Linked DNA regions of Anser cygnoides: region 2 is linked to region 1. A link is a contact called in public Hi-C data. All regions are on one chromosome and are shown on one strand. Each heading gives the region's core, a stretch centred on a gene start, on an enhancer-like site or on the middle of the called end of the contact. The rest is flanking DNA. Distances are from core to core; before and after follow the strand shown.

Region 1 (3,222 bases), core at 391-2,890:
CCAGAGCTACCCGGCCTACAAACCTGCAGCGAAGCCGGCCCCGTCTGGCAGCCCTTCCCTAAGCGCTAATTACACAAGGTTTCCCGTAATGACGGCAAAACCTCCACGCAAACAGCCCAGCACAGCACTCTGTGCGTTACTCATGGGGAGACCGGCCTCTGACGTGCCTGAAACTACCGAGTGAGGAGGAGTCCTGCTGCGGAGTCACGGCCCGTCCTGCCCCAGCTCGGCTGACGAGCTCGCTGCCTCCAAGACCTGACCTGTGAGCAGGGGCTCGTGATTAAAGCTCCGCAGCAAGAAGCAACTTGAACCCCATCTCATTTTCCAGAGCTTGGAGACGAGCTCCTCACCCAAGGACCGAGGTTTACCCGGGCCGTGTGTGCCTGGCAGACCATTAAGGGGGGGCTGGGCTCCGGCAGCACCTCGCCCAGTGGCACTAACGAGGCCACCCGGCCTGCGGCAGGGGTAGGACAGCACCTGGAGTCCTCCCAGCCCCAAAACGCTGCATCAGCGCTGGGCAGGGGACTGGCTGTGGCACAAACCCGCAGTTACACATCAACCTAAAAGCATTCAGCTCGCCCCAACAACCCCCTGGGACCATCCCAGATGCCTCAGCTGGGAGGGACACGTCAGCCTTTCGAGACCCACACCTAATGCTGTGGCAACAGGAGCTCGTGGCCACCCACCGAGCGCTTCCTTCCCACAGAGGGTGGACGTACAAAGCCGCTCAGCTCGTACGTGCCTGACACATTCCCTGCTCAGGACAGAGGGCTGGGGAGAGCCGACCCCACGAACACGCACCCTGCCAAGCAACGTGGCTCAAGCCCTCCCCTGCCAGCTTTCCTCACCCACAGGCGCGGAGCTGGGTCCTCTCCGTGCACAAAACCGTCGGGGACGAAGCCAAGCACGCGTCCTGCGGCAGGACGGGAGCACGCACGGCACTGCCACCGCCTGCACGCCCCGGGACAGCTGTGACAGCGCCCTGCCGTGCTAAGACACGGGCCCGGGGTGCAGTTCATGAGACGCGATGAGCGTGAGGACCGTTAGCATCCCACCGCGGGGCTCGGGGGGGATCCCCCGCGGCTCAGCGCACCCCTGGGACAGGGCCGCAGGACGCCCCCCGCCCCGCAGGGCTCCCCCACCCGCCCCCCCGGCCCACCCGCAGCCCGGCGGGGGGCAGCGATAGTCACCCTTGGTCGCTCGGTCCCTCACGTAGCAGGCGGCCAGCGCGGCGACGAGCAGGCCCGCAGGCTCCGCAGCTCCGCGGACCCCGCTCCGGTACCCGCCGGGGCCTCCAGGGCCCGGGGGGGGCCCCTCAGCCGCCGGGCCCCCCCCGGCGAGAAGGGCCGAGGGGGCTCCCCCCGGGCCCTGCCGCCGCTGCCGCCCCCCGCCGGCCGCCCCCCGCCAGGGCAGCGCCGCGCTCCCCGTCACAGCGGGCTCGCGGCGGCCCCTGGCGGCCGCGGCCGGGACGAACGGCGGTCCCGCCGGCCCGGGCCTCGCCGCCGGAGCTCCGCCGGCCCCCCGCGAGGCCGCCGGCCACGGCCGCGCCCGGAGGAGCCTCGCCAGCCCCGGCGGCGGCGGGCGGGCCGCCAGGGAGCCCAGCATCGCGCCGCGCCTGCCCCGCCGCCGCCGCTGCCGGCACACAAAATGGCGGCCGCCGGTGGAGCGGCGCGGGACGGGCGTCGGAGCAGGGCGACGCGCAAAGCCTGGCGGGAGATGTAGTCTCCGCACGGCGCGGCGCCGGGCTGCAGGTCCAGCCGCCGGACTACAGCCCCCAGGGAGCGCCGGGGTGCCGGCAGGCCGCAGGGCATGCCGGGAAGCGGAGCCAGGCCCGCCCCCCCCCCCCCCCCCCCCCCCCCCCACCGGCAGGGGGCACCGTGGGGTCGCGGGTTCGAGGCCGGCCTCGGGAGGCGGCGGGGGCGCGCGGGCGCGTTCCCGTGCTCGCGCCCTTGTGCGCTCGTGCACGCGCACGTGCACGCGTGGGCAGGCGCGGACACGCGTGGAGGTGCTCGCGTGCGCGCGCACCTGGGGTGGTGTGAACGGGCACCCACTGGTGTGCTCGCGTGGGGGCACAGGAGCTCCGGCACGCGTGGACACAGACACTGCATACACGGGACACGTGTGTGCATGGGGGGACACTGTGTGCATGGAGGGACACGTGTGTGCATGGAGGGGCATGTGTACATGTATGGACACGTGTGTGCATGGAGGGACACGTGTGTGCATGGAGGGACACTGTGTGCATGGAGGGACATGTACATGGAGGGACACGTGTGTGTGCATGGAGGGACACTGTGTACATGGAGGGACACGTGTGTGCATGGAGGGACACTGTGTGCATGGGGGACACGTGTGTGCATGGAGGGACAGGTGTGTACATGGAGGGACAGGTGTGTGCATGGAGGGACACTGTGTGCATGCAGGGACACTGTGTGCATGGAGGGACACGTGTGTGCATGGAGGGACAGGTGTGTGCATGGAGGGACAGGTGTGTACATGGAGGGACACGTGTGTGCATGGAGGGACACTGTGTGCATGGGGGACACGTGTGTGCATGGAGGGACAGGTGTGTACATGGAGGGACACGTGTGTGCATGGAGGGACACGTGTGTGCATGGAGGGACACTGTGTGCATGGGGGACACGTGTGTACATGGAGGGAGACGTGTGTGCATGGGGGACACGTGTGTACATGGAGGGACACGTGTGTGCATGGAGGGACACGTGTGTACATGGAGGGAGACGTGTGTGCATGGGGGACACGTGTGTACATGGAGGGACACGTGTGTGCATGGAGGGACACTGTGTGCATGGAGGGACACGTGTGTGCATGGAGGGACACTGTGCATGGAGGGACGTGTGTACATGTATGGACACGTGTGTGCATGGAGGGACACGTGTGCGCATGGAGGGAGACGTGTGTGCATGGAGGGACACTGTGTGCATGGAGGGACGTGTGTGCATGTATGGACACGTGTGTGCATGGAGGGACACGTGTGTGCATGGAGGGACAGGTGTGTGCATGGAGGGACAGGTGTGTACGTGGAGGGACACGTGTGTGCATGGAGGGACACGTGTGTACATGGAGGGACAGGTGTGTACATGGAGGGACAGGTGTGTACATGGAGGGACACTGTGTGCATGGAGGGACACTGTGCATGGAGGGACACGTGTGTGCATGGAGGGACACTGTGTGCATGGAGGGACACGTGTGTACATGGAG
Region 2 (3,222 bases), core at 461-2,960, 160 kb before region 1:
GCTCTCCGGGTGGCGGCTGGAAGGAACCTGGCGCTGATGCCCTCAGGTGCAGCAGCACAGCCCGGGGAAGAGCCCCACGCCGTTCCAAGCTTCCAGCGGGGGCTAACTGCCCCCCAAAACCACCACGAGACTGGGAGGGCTAACGGCACGCCGAGCATGGCACAGCCTTCAACCCAAAAGGTCCCCAAAAGGACCCCCCAAAACCAGCCCCTGCGTCTGAGAGCGGTGTCCAAACGCTCCCCGAGCTTCTGCGGCTCGGCGCCGCGCTGCGGGACCTCGAGGAGCGCTTGGACAACGGACGGGGCAGGCGCTGCCGTCATGGCCCCGGCTCGCCCCGGCACCCTGGGCTCGGCACCACCCGCGGACGTGGACTTTGCGGGCGGGAGCAAAGGGACGGGCGCAGCCCTCGGCGTGCCTCCCTGCGGGCGCCTCCTTATCGGCCGCCCGTGCCCCGCGGCAGAACCCGGCGCCGTCCCCCGGCGCTCTCTGCTCTCCGAGCTGCCTCCCCGAGCCCTTCCTGCCAGGCCAAAATCCAGGAGACCCGCTTCTGAGGACCGCAGCCCCCGGCAGACCTCCCCTTTGCGCGGGCAGCCCCCAGCCCCCAGCCGCTCACCGAGGCTCTGGGAGCACCCGGCCCCCGCTGTACGAGCGCGGCCGAGAGCCACCGGCGAGCGCCTGGAAAACGCAGCGGGCAGCGCCGCAGAGGGGCTGCCGCACGCTGCGAGGGCGCCGAATTTGAGGCTGGGTCCCCCTTGGGCAGCAGCACAGGCCGGGCGCCGGGCTCCTGGTGCTCCACGCCTGCCTGCCCCCCCCCTTGCCAGGCACAAGAGCTTCACGGCGAAGCGAGGCGGGCAGCCAGCACGGGCAGAGCCGGGGCTCGGGGCGCGCCGGGGAGCGAGGCCGGGGCAGGGACACCCCCCTGCGGGCTGTGCGGGAACCCCCCCGGCTGCGGGCACCTCGCTCCCGGCTGCCCCCCAACGGCTCCCCGCGCGCTGCCCCGCTGCTGGGGGACGGGGGGCGGGGGGGGTGTCTGTGAGTGTCGGGGGGGGGCAGGGAGCCCCCCCCTAACCCGCCGCCCAGCTGGCACCGCACGAGCAGAGCCCGGTGCCACGGGGCCAGCAAGAGGGGAGCCTCAGCACGGCGCTGAGCCCCCCTAAGCCCCCCCAAACCCCACCACAGACCCCCCTCAGCCCCCAACCCCCCCCAAAACCCCCCCACAGCCCCCCCAAAGCCCCCCCACTGCCTCCTCAGCCCCCAAACCCCCCCAAAGCCCTCCCACAGCCCCCCCAAAGCCTCCCCAAAGACCCCCCAAGCCCCTAAAGCCCCCCCACAGCCCCCCAAACCCCCACAGCCCGCCTACAGCCCCCCAAACCCCCCCAAAGCCCCCCAAAGCCCCCCCAAAGCCCTGAAGCCCCCCAAACTCCCCCCCCAGCCCCCCCAACCCCCCCCCGCCCCCAGCCCAGGCTGCCCCCAGCCCCCCCCCCAGCCTGGCCTTGGGCACTGCCAGGGCTGGGGCGCCCCCAGCCCCTCCGGGCAGCCCGGGCCAGGCCCCCAGCGGGAAGGATTTCCCCCCAACGCCCCCCCCGTGTCCCCCCCCACCTCCTCCCCGTCGCGCTCGCCGGGGCCGCCGACCTCCACCTCCAGCACCGCCGCCATCTTGCCCCCCCCACCCCTGCTCCTGTAGGCTCCCCCCTCCCCTCCGCCGGCAGCCAGCTCCTTCCGCCGCCGCCCAGCCAACCAGCGGCCGCGCCGCCGCCCCCTCGGCCAATCGCCGCGCGCGGCGCCGCCCCCGCGGCCAGTCAGGAGGAGGAAGGGGCGGGCTGTCCGCTAAGGGAGCGTCGCACATTTCCGATCCCGCGCAGCGCGCGGCCAATCCCGCGCCTCCCTCCCGCCTCCGTACGGGGGCGGCTCACGGCAGACGCTCCCTTAGCGCCCGGCGCGGTGACGCGGCGCCGCCGCAGGACTACGAGTCCCGTCAGCCACCGCGGCGGGGCCAGAGGGGGGGCAGAGGGGCGGGGCCGAGGGGTGGAGGGGCGGGGCCAAGGGGGAGGGGGCGGGGCCACGCGGTTTGGGCGGGAGAATTCGGGCGGCGTCGGCGGGGCCGGTGCGGGGCGGGGGGGGGGCAAATGGGGCTGGGGGGGGGCAGAACGGGGGGGGCAGTTCTGGGATGGGGCAGTGGGGCTGGGGGTGGAGTGGGGGGGCGGGGGGGGACAGGATGGGGGGGGCAGCTCTGGGATAGGGCAGCTGGGGGGGGCACCGAGGGCTGGGGGGGGGCGAAGGGTGTGGGGGGGCAGGGGTTGGGGGGGCACAAGGGGGCAGGACGAGGGGGGTGGCTCTGGGATGGGGAAATGGGGCTGGGGGCAGAGTGGGGGGGCTGGGGGGGTACCCAGGGCTGGGGGGGCACTGGGGGGGGGGGGACAGCTCTGGGATGGGGAAATGGGGGTGGGGGGAGCACGGGGGGCTGGGGGGGTACCCAGGGGTGGGGGGGCACGGGGGGGGACAGACCTGGGGGGGGGGCAGCTCTGGGATGGGGAAATGGGGCTGGGGGCGGAGTGGGGGGGCTGGGGGGTACCCAGGGCTGGGGGGGCAGGGGGGGGGCAGCTCTGGGACGGGGAAATGGGGGTGGGGGGGCAGAACGGGGGGGTGGCTCCAGGTTGGGGCAGTGGGGCTGGGGCGGCTCGGAGGGGCTGGGGGTGAAGGGGGGGGCGGCTTGGGATGGGGCAATGGGGCTGGGGGCAGGATGGGGTCCGTGCGTGCCCCCCCAGCGCCTGTCCCCCCCCCCAGGTGCGGGTGTCGGAGCCGCCCGCAGGCGCCCGCCATGGCCCCGGTGCGCATCAGCTTCGTGGTGTCCTTCTCCTCGCAGGTCCCGGCGGGGGGGGCTCGGGGCTGCCCCCACGGCCCCGTGGGGACGTGAAGCAGCGAGAACGGGGTGGGTGCATGCTGGGGGGGGGGGCTGACGGTGCCGCGGTGCCCTCCGCAGGACCCCCGGTACCCGGTGGAGAACCTGCTGCGTGGTGACGGCCGGCGGCCGTGGCTCAGCTGCCCCCAGGACCGCAGCCGGCAGCTGAGAGCGGAGCTGCAGCTGGAGAGAGCCAGCGCCATCGGCTACGTGGACGTCGGTAAGGGCGGGGGGCTCGGCCCCTGGCCCCCCCAACCCCCCAGCAGGGTCCCTGCACCTCCCCGCGGCTCGGAGCGGCTCCTGCTGGGCTGCGCGCGAGCCCC

The links. A called contact is a pair of places that touch in the nucleus more often than the background predicts.
Region 2: a contact with region 1 is called in a Hi-C map of granulosa cells, with 2.0 times the contacts expected there. The contact joins the promoter of RNF121 here to the promoter of CLPB in region 1. A contact is called at or near these places in 2 of 7 Hi-C or Micro-C datasets (granulosa cells and liver).

Annotation. Positions count from the first base shown.
Region 1 is chr1:211,808,960-211,812,181 of Taihu_goose_T2T_genome, reverse strand. CLPB (ClpB family mitochondrial disaggregase) reads right to left here and starts at 1,640. Exons shown (of 14, transcript XM_066990084.1): 1 at 1,191-1,640. The coding sequence starts at 1,605.
Region 2 is chr1:211,965,372-211,968,593 of Taihu_goose_T2T_genome, reverse strand. RNF121 (ring finger protein 121) reads right to left here and starts at 1,710. Exons shown (of 10, transcript XM_066990097.1): 1 at 1,600-1,710. The coding sequence starts at 1,656. XNDC1N (XRCC1 N-terminal domain containing 1, N-terminal like) reads left to right here and starts at 2,056. Exons shown (of 10, transcript XM_066990094.1): 1 at 2,056-2,104; 2 at 2,785-2,863; 3 at 2,981-3,119. The coding sequence starts at 2,819.